Linked DNA regions of Rattus norvegicus: region 2 is linked to region 1. A link is a contact called in public Hi-C data. All regions are on one chromosome and are shown on one strand. The core of a region is the stretch at or near the end of the contact, and the rest is flanking DNA. Distances in the headings are between cores, read along the strand shown.

What was found. A called contact is a pair of places that touch in the nucleus more often than the background predicts.
Region 2: a Hi-C map of liver shows a contact between it and region 1, with 3 times the contacts expected there. The contact joins the promoter of Proz here to the enhancer-like site in region 1. A contact is called at or near these places in 3 of 12 Hi-C or Micro-C datasets (hepatocytes, kidney and liver).

Annotation. Positions count from the first base shown.
Region 1 is chr16:83,018,323-83,025,496 of GRCr8, forward strand. It overlaps the pseudogene Map1lc3b-ps1. Among named protein-coding and RNA genes, the nearest start is that of Grtp1, 13 kb to the right of the region's middle. Within about 2 kb of position 2,924, at least 8 of the 93 cell types and tissues checked have an H3K27ac peak or open chromatin away from gene starts, as enhancers often do. A contact at or near this core is called in liver, where this site is marked.
Region 2 is chr16:83,162,016-83,169,189 of GRCr8, forward strand. Proz (protein Z, vitamin K-dependent plasma glycoprotein) reads right to left here and starts at 3,604. Exons shown (of 8, transcript NM_001309433.1): 1 at 3,507-3,604; 2 at 1,483-1,646. The coding sequence starts at 3,588.

The DNA of each region.
Region 1 (7,174 bases), core at 1,674-4,173:
TTGTCCCTAAAGCGAGAAATGTAAACAGCTCTTGTGCAGGCCTGGGATATAAAGAACCCTTAACTCTACAAGTGTCATAGATCCTGCCCCTTAGCCCTTGGCAGTGATGAGAATCACAGCTACCAGGCCTATGTACCAGAATCCTGTTGTCGGCGCTGTTACCCTTATGTAGTTGTCTGAGCAAATGTCACTGTTCTGGCCTGTTGGTCACCACTCATTCTCCTGTCACTGCTTCTGGTGCTCTTTTTTCCTGTTATTAGCTCAGCCAGCTCTACTAAAAGCAAACAAAAGAGAGCACTTGACAAAAACATTTTATTGAGCCTAATGTTGCATCATGAGGGAAGGCATCTTAGGAAGATCTCTCCCAGCCTGCTCACCAAGTGAGCCAGTCATACGGCTTGCTTAGACAGCCAAAGAAAGGACTTTCATAGCAATCACAGCAAACCTCTAATGCAAAGCACAGGACCTGCATTAGCTGTGGCACAGGCCCGTGCAAAGGAGAAACTACACTCTCACAGCTGACCACTAGGGGGCAGGACCTCTCAACAGCAAAAGGAGTACTTACAAGGAAGCTGTACCATCAACAGTTTCATCGGCAACATTTAACATCAGCTAACAACCCTTCTGTGACACTAACTCTTAGCCAGAGAAGGACAGGTTCTTCTATTATGTGTCAAGGCCACCCTGAAGGATTGCTACTTCAGTGGTGATACAATGTGACAAAACATTCAAGTAGCCTAGGACAGTCAAGGAGACAGGAGAGAAAAGCAGTGAGGAGAATATGTCTCCCTCCCTCCCTCCTTCCCTGGCTCCTCTTCTCCCTCCCTCTCTCCCTCCCTCCTTCCCTGGCTCCTCTTCTCCCTCCCTCCCTCCCTCCCTCCCTCCCTCCCTCCCTCCCTCCCTCCCTCCCTCCTTCCCTCCCTCTCTCCCTCTCCCTCCCAAGGCAGTCAGCAGTCAGTCTCTGCCTTCACCCTGAAATAAGAAGGTACTCTGTCCCAGGGATGGGAGCACTCTCCTGTGTGTACAAGGCCTCCTTTTAGTGAAGAGCTTGACAGCACCTAGGGAGCTGAGGACCCACCAGTGGGATGATTTGGGGACTTCTAGTCCAGAGAGGAAAGCCCCGTCACTGAGCCTTGACCCAGACTTTCTACAGATATGTTTTAATTTTGAAAGCTCTTTTTTTTTCACCTTTTAATTTTTTTATTAACACTGGTGTTCTGCGTGCATGTGTGTCTGCATGAGGATGTCATCCCCCTCACCCTCGTAACAGACAGTTGAGACTGCCATGCGGGTGCTTGGGATTGAACCCCTGGGTCCTTTGGAAGAGTAGCTAGTGCTCTTAACCACTGAGCCATCTCTCCAGTCTTAATTTTAAGAGCTCTTATTGGAAGTCTTCACACTTCTCTAAACATTATGAGGATGGACTGAGGGCTCTTCATGTGTCAGTCTACTGAATTGTGGTCATTTGCTATGATTTAACTGACTCTATGATTACCATGAGTTTCTGATAGGAGTTTGGTTTTTTTGTTTGTTTGTTTGGGGTTTTTTGTTTTGTTTTGTTTTGTTTTTGGTTGAGACAGGATTTCTCTGTGTAGCCCTGGCTGTCCTGGAACTCACTCTGTGGACCATGCTGGCCTTGAACTCACAGATATCCTCTTGCCTCCGCCTCTGCTTTCTGAGTGCAAGGATTAAAGGCATGTGCACGCACCACCACTGTCAGGCATGGAACTTACTCAATGTGTCCATAAGCCCACTGCTAATGAACTCACTGAGAGTGAAATCTCTAAGTCCACCTGATGGGTTCGTAACCTACTAGAAGTCCACGTTCGGACTCCTGCTCAGAGAGTGTAGCGTTGCCTTCCCCTACAAGCACGGAGGACTGCAGGCAGGAACACGCCTCTGTGCAGAGAGGGTTTGACACCTTTTTGCTGAGGGCTACTTCTTTTCTTTTCTTTTTTTAGGATGCAAAGTATTTTATTTTTAAACTTCTAAAGTTTGAACACAAGATAGCTCTGTTTAGATGAGTTTCCAAGCCGAATGCAGTTGCATGGTGCTCAGTTTCTGGCTGAGAAACAGTTCCTAATACCCTATGTGTGTGCTTACGTTCTGATCTGTGGGTTACCACTGGTAACGTCCCTTTATGCCTTGGCAAGGGCTTAACAAACATTAGACATTGTCCTAGTCTTACACAGCCAGTGTTGTTCCGAGTGTCTCCTGGGAGGCATAGACCATGTACAGGAAGCCATCTTCATCTCTCTCACTCTGGTACACTTCAGAGATGGCCGTGGCTACACTCACCATTGCTGTGCTCATGAGGAAGAAGGCTTGGTTAGCACTGAGCTGCAGGTGCCTTCTAAATATCTTGGTGAGTTCGCTCATATTCACGTGATCAAGTACAAGGAACTTGGCCTTGTCCAAGATGGGCAACTGCTTCTCATCCTTGTATCAATCTATAATGGCGGGGTTCTGTTCCTGGATGAGCCGAACATCTTCCATTCTTTGTTTGAAGCCCCAGCGCTGCTGAAGGTCTTCTCGGATAGCGTGGTGGTCTTCGTGGTAGTCTTCTCGGATGGTGACAGCATGGCGTGCAGGTATCCCTGGTCAGACGATCTGACTCCCACGAAGATCACGTCCCTTGTGTGTCTCCTCAGCCCTGCTGAGGGCTACTTCATTGGTTCTGTCCCATTGACACTAAGGGAGTGGGAAATCCCCTAACCTCTGCCTACCCCTGTGACTTTTCCCCCACATCCCCAGGCTCCCTACATCTAGATTCTCTTCTCTGAGCTGGAGGCTGGACATTGTGAGGGCCTGGAGGCCCTGAGGTCCTGTGGTGGATCAGTGTGACCGGCCAGTTTTCTGTACCCAGGTCCCAGGGATGCTTGGTTCGCAGACGCCACCAGGGGGCACTGCTAGCCTCCAGATGGTAGCATTGGCAGGGCTACAGGGCACAGCTGCAATTGTGCAAACCCAGCAAGTACACCCAGCTGCTACCACTGTTCGGGGCCTGGCAGCTTTACCAGACCAAAACTGGGACGAAGGGAAGCGGGGGGAGGGGCAAGGCATGGCCCACAAATTCACAGGATGTCGACGGTCATTATTTTTCAGAGAAGGTCCCTGAAGCCAGGCAGACTCCTCTTCTGATGACAGTGCTCTCTTGCCCCTTCCCTATGCTCTGGAAGGTTATTACCTGGGTTTCTAGGGAGATGGGTGTAAGACCTAGAACTCTAAATGGGACACTGCATTTATCACAAAAACAGTGCTGTGCACAGTGGTGTGACTGTGGCAGGGACTGGGGCTTCCATGCTCTGGCCAGACTTCTAGGAAGAACATACTTCCTGCCCCGCCCCCGCCCCCATTATGGTCCCTTAGGTGGATGGGAGTATAGTGGTTTTGTTTTGCCTTGAGGGGATGGAAAAGCACTCTCTGTCAGGGCTCCTCAGTGCCCCCTGAGAATCCAGCGGAAGACCGCAGGATGAGGTGAACCCACCACAGATGAAGCAGATGGCAGAAAATCATTGTCTGTGGCTTTCTGTGGTTAACAACCACTGAGCCCCCGAGTGAGCAGGTATTACATGGCAGCTAGAGCAACACGGAGAACAGCCAAGCTCAGATACGCTAGGCCATGGTGAGCCCTTCCTGAAGGCCTCAACGGTCACAGGACTCCCGTGTGTGTGTGTGTGTGTGTGCGCGTGTGTGTGTGTGTGTGTGTGCGCTGAGAAGTAAAAGCAAGCACTGGGTCTACCATGTGACCCCCCCCCCCCAAACATGGCCTCTTACTCCTCATGAGACATCAGAGGTTCTGACTGGGAGAAAAAAGCGGAAAGACAATGAGTGTCTTTGCTCTTGACCTCCTCTGGAGCAGTGGAGCCTAGACCCAGACTTACCTCAGTGGATGTTCGTAAGAGGACAGCTCTGAGGGTGCCTGGTGGCGAGGCTTGTGATCCTGATGTAGCTCCTTACCAACATTGGTAGGATCACAAGCCTTTGCTCTTTAGGTGACAGTGTAGGTTTCCAGGACTCTAGCCTGCAGTGCCTAAAGCCCATCATACCCTCCCCGCCAAAACCCAAGCCCAGAAAAGAAAAGGGAAGGGAAGAGAAGGGGTGAGAAGAGGCAGAGTTTGCCCCATGGGACATTCCTGTGTGTAAGGAAGACATAGATCCATTGACAGCAAGAAGCTACAAGATGGCTGGAGAGATGGCTCAGTGGTTAAGAGCATTGACTGCTCTTCCAGAGGTCTTGAGTTCAAATCCCACACGGTGGTTCACAACCATCTGTGATGGGATCTTCTTCTGGTGCGTCTGAAGACAGCTACAGTTACTTATTTATTTATATATGATAAATAATTTTTTTAAACACACACACACACACAAACCTAGAAAGCACCAGTAGTCAAAGAACTGTGGGGCTACAAGGATAAAGGGATGGGAAGGTAAACCAGGCAGGTCCTGGTGAGGCTGCAGAATGTCCATGGGACTTCAACTGTGACTGATACCTGGCACGGCCTTCGTGATGGCAGAAACAACAGCACCCTGTAGATAGGACCTTGATGTTTACAGCTGCCCTTGAAAAACCTCCTACCATCCATGAGGAAAATCTAGGGTGCTGGCAGACGCCTGGGCATTGGAAAGGTACATTGCAGAGGCTCACACAGCAGAGCCACTGCAAACTGGGTGAATTTTATTGTATATAGGTCATACTTCTTTACTGCTAGGAGAATGTGAGAATTTACCAGAATTAAAAGGCAGGGTACTTAAGACGATTCAGCGGTTAAGAGCATTTGCTGCTCTTGCAGAGGACCTAGGGTCAGTTCCCAGCACCCACATGGTGCCTCACAACTGTCTCTAACTCCATTCCCAGGGGATGAAATGCTTCTCTCTGGCCTCCTTGGGTCCTTCATAGCTGTGGTGCACATAACACTTATAAAAGGAAAATAAAGTTTCAGACACAGAAGGCAGCAACAAGTTACAGAATTTATTACAAGTGAAGAAGAATGCAGACACATACATACACAGAAACACAAATAACACAGAGAGACAGAGACAGAAACAGAGAGCAAAGTACAGAGAGAAAAGAGTCCCTGCAAAACAGAGAGGACACGGATAGCTAAATCCCCTGGGGTGACCTGGATCTTATACATTGTTCCATTGTTTTGGTAGCACAGGGCAAATTCCCCTTCCCTGATTGTGCTGGTCTGTTTAAACAAAGAAAGGGGGCAGAGAGGCTCACTGCTTTGGATAAACATGTTTAGGACAGGCCTTGTACATATCTGACCACCCTGGACTGGTCTGCCAAAAGGATCCCTGCCTCCACAGCACCCACAGGGCCTTTTGTCTCAGGTCAGAAGAACTGAAAAGGAGCTGGAAGTTCGACATCTTGATTATCTCTCAGTGACCCTTTCCCTATCCGGCTACCTGTCAGGGGTGATTTTTAGCTTCTCCTCTCTCAAAAGGAGAGAATGACCCCTGAAAGTTGTTCCTTGACCTCTGCACATATTGTGTATGGTGACCCCCCAAAAACAAATAAACAAATAAGTATAATTAAAACATTAAATACGGGGCTGGAGAGATGGCTCAGCGGTTAAGAGCACTGACTGCTCTTCCAGAGGTCCTGAGTTCAAATCCCAGCAACCACATGGTGGCTCACAACCATCTGTAATGAGAACTGATGCCCTCTTCTGGTGTGTCTGAAAACAGCTACAGTGCACTCATATAAATAAAATAAATACATCTTTTTTAAAAAAAACATTAAATATGAAAGTTTGCTTATCTTTCAATGGCTCTGGTAGAAGAAAATCAAAGCATTCTATTTGTATAGTCAGAGCTCTTCTAAGTCGCTGAGCCCCTTGGGGACACTCCTCACAGTCTCCTCTGTTGGAGGTTTCTTCTGCAGACCCTGGCCTATCAAGCCGGAGATTGTCCAATAAGTCAGAAGGAAAGGATCACCCGGGGTGCATCTGGGGAAGCTCCTGAGACAAAAGTAACAAAATTGTGTTCACTCTGAGACAAAAGTAACAAACCCATGTTCACACTCTAGGGCCTAGCACTCCCATCTCCCTGGATCACAAAAGCTGAGGGAAATAAAAAGACACAAAGGAGAGTGAGCAGGGCTCTATCACATGAGGCGGCACCTGGATGGACAGACAGCACACGGGAGTGGCAGCGCTGGCTGCGGAGGACTGAGGAGCTGCAGTGTGGGAAGAAGGGAATGGCGGTGATGGACACACGTCCTAAATCCACACTCGGGAGAATTCCGGAAGCTGCTGTTTGTACTCTGCCAGCTTTAAAGAGGGTGTGGGCTGGGAGGATGGCTCAGCAGCTAGAGAACTGCTCAGTCACGTGCATCCCAGCACCCAGGTGGAGTGGATCACAACTCCGGCTCCAAGTGATCTGATGCCTTTTTCTGGCCTCCTCGGAGACCTGCATACACATTATCTTATGCACACACATAAGTAAATACATACGTTTAAAAAAATAAAAAAGTCAAAACAAGCAAACAATACCGTGCAGCCCTGACGTTGGTGGACAGGGTTCTAGGGGTGGGAGAGGCTGGGAGCAGATACTGCCTTTTCCCTAGCCTTGGGGACAGCTGTAAGGCTTTGGCGGAAGGAGTGGCAGGGGTGGGAACTGGCTGTTGATAAATGTCAACAGCTCCTAAAAATAAACAGGCCAGAGTCCAGGTGCTCAGAACTTGTGAAATTAGTTTCCACTGGCGTGCAGGCCGCCCCTTAGGGGCAGCTGAGCGTCTTGCTTTGACCCTACGTCAAGAATGAAGTCAACTTCGTTCATGATTAGTCCCTGGCTTTCCAGTACCACAAAAACTCCAGACTACTTGGCTACAAATGGCCAAGCTGCCCACTGTGTTTGAACTCTATTTTTATGGCACACCAGTTCCCCAAGATTATGTTCCAGATGCTAATGCACAGGACATGGCTGGCTATGGCTTGTAATCCCAGCATCCAAGAATCTGGAGCAGGAGAATCCCCAGAGCTTTAGGGCCAGCCAGGGCTATGTAGTGAGGTCCTGCTTCCAAAACACAGCACAGAACAGGGGCAGGTGAGACGGTTCACTGAGTAGAGGCCCTCGCAGTCAAGTGTGACTATCTGGGTACCTGAAACCCACACTGTGGAAGGGAATGTTGGACGAGAGAGCCGTCTCCTGGGAGCTGCCTTCTGAC
Region 2 (7,174 bases), core at 2,354-4,853, 140 kb after region 1:
CCTTGAGGAAATGCCTCCATGAGGCCCAGCTGTAAGGAATTTTCTCAATTAGTGATCAAGGGGGTACACAACGCATTGTGGGTGGTGCCATCTCTGGGCTGGTGGTCTTGGGTTCTATAAGAGAGCAAGCTGAGCAAGCCAGGGGGAGCAAGCCAGTAAGTAACATCCCTCCATGGCCTCTGCATCAGCTCCTGCTTCCTGACCTGCTTGAGTCCCAGTCCTGACTTCCTTTGGTGATGAACATCGATGTGGAAGTGTAAGCTGAATAAACCCTTTCCTCCCCAGCTTGCTTCTTGGTCATGATGTTTGTGCAGGAATAGAAACCCTGACTAAGACAGATGGACTCAGGGGTGAGAATGCATGGATTTTACTCGCTTGTTGAGATGATGTGGGTTTTTCGTGTATGGTTTCTATTTACACGGAACAGGAGTGGAATACTCTATGGCAGGTTACTGACCATGTCTCACAGGGAGGGGGTGAAGTGCGTGAGCACAGGAAGCTACGCTGTGCCTTGTTTCCGGCCACTTTCCCACCTCACTCTACAGAAATAGATGCATCGTGTCGGTCTGAAATCTTGACTTTGTTTTCCCAATAAGCTGTTATAATTGTGAAGGCTCGTGGGGGTGGGACTAGAGCAGAGGCCTCGTCCAAATGAGCTATTCAGACGCGTGGCATGTCCCCAAACCGTACCTCCTAACGATGTGTGGATGATGTCACAATTGCTGTTCCCCTCACAGATTGGAATTTAGGGCAGGTTACTTAAAAACTTTTCCTTGCTTTCTCTAGATGACAGTTGGGCTGTTCCAGAAGGATCCTCTATAGCCTAGGGGCCTTTAGGAAACTATAATTAAAAATATTTAAACACTCTATAGAAAAGAGGTTAATGTTTTATTCACAAACAGTTTTAAATATTGCTACATTTACATGTGAAACTGTCACAGCTCTGGGAATTGAACCAGGACCTCAGGCAGGACAAGCACTCCACCGGCGTGCCACACCCCGGCCTGGGAAATTGTTATTAAATGCTTTACAACCAAATTCTGAAGTATTTATGTGGAAATAGTCGTCGTTGCTTCAGTTTTGGCTCCCTCTCTCTGCTTGTGGCAGACCTTATGAATAATTAAAAGTGTCGAATTCTTACCCGATTGTCTAGTGTGCATGCATGTGTGAGGAAAGAAGCCACTTATGGATCGTGGGGAATGTGCTCGCTGTGTGTCTGTAAGGGAAAGGTTTCGTCTTCCTAAAATTCCCCTGGCACGTGCAAGCGGCAGAGTGCTTTGGTCGTGGCGTGATGGACAGGTCTCCTCAGCTAGGCAGCCTGACCAGAAGGGAGTGTAGAGAGAGTGGGGTCCTCGGTCCCTGCCATCTCTAGGGCTGGCTTCTCATCTGTGAGGTCAGGCTTGCGCCAACCCCACCATAAGAAAATGGACTAACTGATCCCGAGCCAGCTGTGCCTGAACCGGGCCCCGAGGGCTTTCGTACCGTGCTGGCGTCATTTTCAAACACTTCTCTTGCCTCCTCGAGGTTGCAGATTTCCTCGTAACACTCCCTTTCTAGGTTCCCCTGGAGGAATTCTTCCAGGAGGTAAGAACTGGCCCGCCTCCATCTCAGCAGAATGTTGTTTGCCTCCGAGGCTGGAAGAAACACTGCAGAGAGGCAGGACAGTGTGAGCAGGAGCCCTCTCTCACCCAGGGCCTCAGCCAGCGCATGCTGCTCCCCCCTGGTCAGCAGGGCCTGCTCTGAGCATCCCCAGGACCAACTGCTTACATCTCAGCTGGGCATGTACTTTCCATTGGTTGAGTGAGTGGATGGCCCTTGTAAGATTTGGGCAGACACATTGGCATTTTGTGGATAGAGGATCCAGGCCCAGAGAAGCCATGATCATCTAGGTAAGCGTCCACACAGTAGTAGGAGGACATGGGCAGGAACACCATTGTTTGCTTCAGTGTTATCTACCCTGGTAATTTTAAATCTTGCAACACCTGTGGGCAGACGCACAGCAGGTAAGGGCTTCATGGAGAGTGGAGGGTGTCCATGTGTGAACAAGAAATACAGGAATGCAGGCATTGAGTGGCTTCTCCACAGTAGGAAGGAATCCTGGCCAGGCAGGCAGGCAGACAGACAGACAGCTCTGGGGACCGGGTGTACTAGGGTAGGCTAAGTCGCTCCTTCAGGCACAGCTCAGACCCACACAGTTTTCCTTCCTGCACATTCACAGGATAGAATTGGGCTCTGAGCTCCTCCTACCCTTGCTGCCACTTTGGACACTTAGAGCAGTGGTCTGAGGAGAGGACCGGCTGCCAGGAAGATGCACACAGTTTGGCATTGATGTGGCAACAAGGTTTTGTCCACCTCAGGGACAGTGATGCCATCACAGGGCTTAGAGACACGGTCCTGCTCACCAGGAGCACCTAGCTCACAGTCACTGTCAACAGGATGACGGCAGGTATGCAAGCCATCTTTTTTGGGCGATCTTTTCCCCCAATACCGCTGAGGAAAGTGCCAAGTAGCCCCATTTGGCTAAGATTGTGTAGACGTGGACCACAAGGCTTGGCAGGCTCAACCCAACAACAGTGATTTTCTGAGCAGCTCTGTGCTCAGGCTTGGGTGCGTGTGGAGAGTGGGCAGATAGAACTTGCCCGTGTGGGCTCCACCCTCACAGGAAGTTGGCGTTTAGCAACCGTTCCACATGGAGTGACTGGTGAGGACGAGTGTCAGGCCTGGATGGGGGGAGTGCGGAAGTCAGAGAGAGTGAAGATCAGTGGCCCGGAACCACAACACAGAAGGCCCTGCAGAGTCTCAGAGGGGCCAGGAGTGCCACAGAAGGCTTCGACGCTCCAGGGTAGAGAGAGCGATATGGATCCAGGCTCGGGTTGGCTGCCCCACAGCCTCTGGCACAGAACAAGAACACCCGACATGTACATGGACAGGCTACAGCCTAGCTTTGGCTAAGGTGTTCCCAGCCTGGTCTCGTCCTGCACAACTTAGGCTGTACTTGGCCTGTTAAGGCCCCTGTTCCTCTCAGCAGCTGTTACCACACTGACTTTCAGGAGGGAGAGTGAGAACACGGCTTGTCCTTTCAGACCCCTACAGACAAGATCATCTACAGAAGCATTGAGTGTCCCGAGGATGAGATGGCTAGGTCTGGTGATTCATTCCTGTGGTTCTAGCACGTGGGAAACTGAGGTGGGGGATTGCCAAGAGCTGAAGAGAGCCTGAACTGTAGAAAGTTCCAGACCAGCTTGGACTATAGAAATAAGACTCTGACTTAAGAAAATGTCTTGCCCTGCAGTTACTTGATGTGCCAGAGTGGGTTGGTACCCAGGGGGCCTTTCCCCTTTTCAGAGGAGAAGGGGAAGAGGGGTAGGGGAGGGGCTGTGTGATGGGCGGACTGGGAGGAAGGGGGGGCTGCAATCAGGTTGTAAAGTGAAAGAATAAATAAATTAACCGGGGTGGGGGCGGGGAGAGAAAATGTTCTTTAAAAGAACAAAACAGCAAATGCCTACCTGACAGCTCCACCTGGTGCAGGGCGAGGGTGAGGACGAAGGAGAGAATGAAACCCCGGTGCAGTGAGATGCAGTCAGCCATGCTGACCCAGAGCCTGGCTGGCTCAGGCAGAGCAAAGTCTGCAGGTAACCAAAGTCCAGGGCTTCGGGAAGCACTGTGGTCAATGTGTGCCTTAGTACACATAGAGCGTCTAGATGACCCATGGACCCCGCCCGGCGTTGATGGCTTGCAGAAGAGGCTCCTTCTCACTGTGCTCCCCTCCTGCCTTTATGGTTAGGGAGAGGTAGACACCGAGGGGCCTCTGCATCGGTCGGATCCTTTCCCTGCAAGGCGCCTTCCTGGGTCTGGACACAGCACTGAGTAGGGAGGAGGTTACCACAGGGATGTGTAGTCTTACAAGGGAGGGGGCACATGGAGTGAACAGAGAAGGGGATTTTACAGTGCAAAATCCCATGATGGAGACGGGCAGGTGAGAGGCCTCGGTGAGAGCGCACAGTGCGATCTGAGGCACGTGGGAGGAAACCAGGAGGCGTGACTGGAGCCACACTCGCAGGGACACGGGAGTAGGGGTACATGAAAGTATCATGAGCAATGGGTCCTTCTACCAGTGCGCTGGTGCCTGTATCTTTGGTTGACTGTAGGACACTCGCAGGGGCAAAACTCGAATGACACCTTTAATAAATAATAAATAAACACGATTATTTATTAAGATAGAGAGGGAAGGAGACAGAGAGGGCAGCACCCTATCTTCAACACAAACACTGTGGAGTTGTTTTCTAAAAGTTGGATGAGAAGCAAATTCAACTGTATCTGTAGTGAGTGACCTAAGCTGGAAATTAATTTTCTAGGATCAAGCAGGGTGACGTACAGGCAGTCTGGAGGTCTCTGCGCTGCCTCCTAGGAAAAGGCTGGAGAGATTTGTCTGTGGGGAATCCATCCCACGTGGACATTTACACACCATTAACAACTGTTAAAACCAAGAACAGCAGCTTGAGAATAGGGATCCAAATCCTTCTGGTCAGCACTCAGGGAGCTCTGAGGAAGAAGAGGTGGGGAATCTGTAAGAGCCCGAGGGGACACAAGACAACAAAGAAACTGGGCCTTCTCGATACAGTGGGACAGACTCACGTGTGAACTCAGAGACGTGGCAGCATGCAGGTCTAAGCTAGATGGCTTCCAGCGCTGGGAGGGGAGGTAGACACAAGCACCACCAGGAACCCAGAAGTTATCTCTAGTTGGCAATTGCTCTCAAAGGAAAAGTGAGTTTTCCCCAACGGAGTCCCAGTAGGTGTACAAACCACACTTAAAGACAGGTCCTACACCCAGTAGATGGCCAACACAAAACCAGCTCAATGAGGAGTTGGGGATTTAGCTCAGTGGTAGAGCGCTTGCCTAGCAAGTGCAAGGCCCTGGGTTCGGTCCCCAGCTCCGGAAAAAAAGAAAAAAGAAAAAAAAAAAAACCAACTCAATGGTATTTTTGGAGGGTTTGTTTGTTTGTTTGTTTGTTGACTTTTGGGGGGATTTTTTTGGTCACATGATGCTCCAGCTGGGCATTTCTTTCTTACCTCACGGGCCTTTTGATTATACATTATGGCCTCAGATTTTGTGTTTTTATGGTGCCTCTGTGTGGGCCTCCCCATCTGTGTATGTTTCTTGTGCTTTTTCTTTGGCTTTTTAAAAAAAATGTTCCTTTTAATCGTATTGTATATGTAGAATTTATCAGAGTAGCTTACAGACAGGCCCTTCTGGTCTGATAATGGCTGTCTTCGGTCCAGGACCAGGATCCAAACGCCGTTCAGTATCCAGGGCTGGATGTCTCAGCTGCTGTTCGATGTACACCAGGCTCCTGAAGAGGGAGACATTCCAGCCGAGGGACTGGCTTGCCAGCCAGAGTGAGGCTAAACAGCAAAGTGAACAAGCTTCCGTCTCCTGCGTCCTTTACATAGGCTGCCGGCAGAACACGTGGCCTGGATTAAAAGTGGGTCTTCCCACTTGGAAAAGATCCAACCAAGGGAAAAGTCCCCCACAGGTGTGCCCAGCCACTTAGTTCTCAGTTTATTCCAGATAGAGTCTTTGACCCAAGAAGAACCATCACCGGCCCTAAACGCTCAGACTCGGCATCTCTGGCCTCAGCTATTTCTGACAGTTCTGGGCTAATATCACCTGGTCACCACCCCCCCCCCCCGAAGGATTTTGTCCTCTGTCTTCCCCTGCCACCTAGGACCACTTTAAGTGAATTCTTTGGATGAAATCGAGGCCCAGGCATGGGGAGCAAATTCCCAGAGGTGTTGCCATACTGCTCAGAGCTGAGGAGAGAAGCGCAGGCCTGCTATGTTTGACCTCCTGGCTCACCCACTCTTTAGGCATAGGGTGATAGACAGCAGGTCCACTCTAGAATCAGCTTCCCCAAACCATCCAGGATATAAAACCACGGAAGACATCTGGGGCTCAGGTTCCTTAGCACCAAGAGGGGCATGGTCTCTGTGGAAGCCACCCTCCCTCCGGGGCAAAGTCTTTTCTCCCTCTGCCATTTGCCAGTGAGAGGCCATTTTTATTTTATTTTATTTTATTTATTTATTTATTTATTTATTTATTTATTTATTTATTTATTTATGTTAGGTTCAGACTCCATTTTAGAGAACCTGACCTAAGTTTGAACTCAGGCAAACTAACAGGCTGGTACCTAGCATCCATTTCCAAGTTGACTCCCAATAAAACCAGAGCCTAGCTCCAGTCTGTAGGCTAATCCCCAACAACAAAGCCCACCCTCTGCCTAACGACCACCAAGACAGAGGGGAGTAGAAATTAAGTTTATGATAGGACTCCCAGCACCAGCCAATTATGTTAAAGGCCACAGGAACTCCCCAATTAGATGCCTGCACACTCAAACCCGCCTTGCTCCTTACCGTAAAGCCTTGCCCCAATAGATATTTGGGGCTCCCTGCCCCCCCACTAAAACCATCCTGCGTGACAGCGGTGCTCTGGGGTGACCCAAGTCAGCTGGAATAGAATAGAAGACCCTGCTGTGAGTTGTATCAGACTGGCTCCTGTCTGTGTTTTAGGGTTCGACCCTTCCCTACCACTACACTAGGTCTTATTTCTGGAATGGAAAGTATTCTTAGGAGCAGACTCTGCTCTTTTCTGTATCAGTTTAGAAACCACCACCATCTGCCCTGGCAATCTAGAATCTCATCGTTAGCATACCCAGGGAGCCTGAGTCCCCAATTGCTAGCACCCCGGGGGAGCCTGGTCCCCAACACCAGTACTCCAGGGAGCCTGAGTCCCCAATTGCCAGCACCCCAGGAAGTCTGAGTCCCCAAGATCCCCAATTGCCAGCACCCTTGGGGGAACCTGGTCCCCAACACCAGTACCCTAGAGCCTGTGCCCACATTGCCAGCACCACAGAGATTCTGGGTCCCAACTCTCAGAGCCACAAGGGGGAGATGCCTCACTAAATCCAGGATTAATCCAGCCCTGAGACTCAGTATCTGGATGATGAATTTCCTGCTTCTTTTGAAATTATTGGTGATTTTTTTCCCTTAATGTTTATTGTGGTAAAATGTGTATAAACTAAAAGTGTTCCTGAGTAAACTGACTTTTTAAAACATGGTCTTTTAAAATAATGTATTTATTTTGTATTTTAGGTGAATTAGAATTAGTGTTTTTC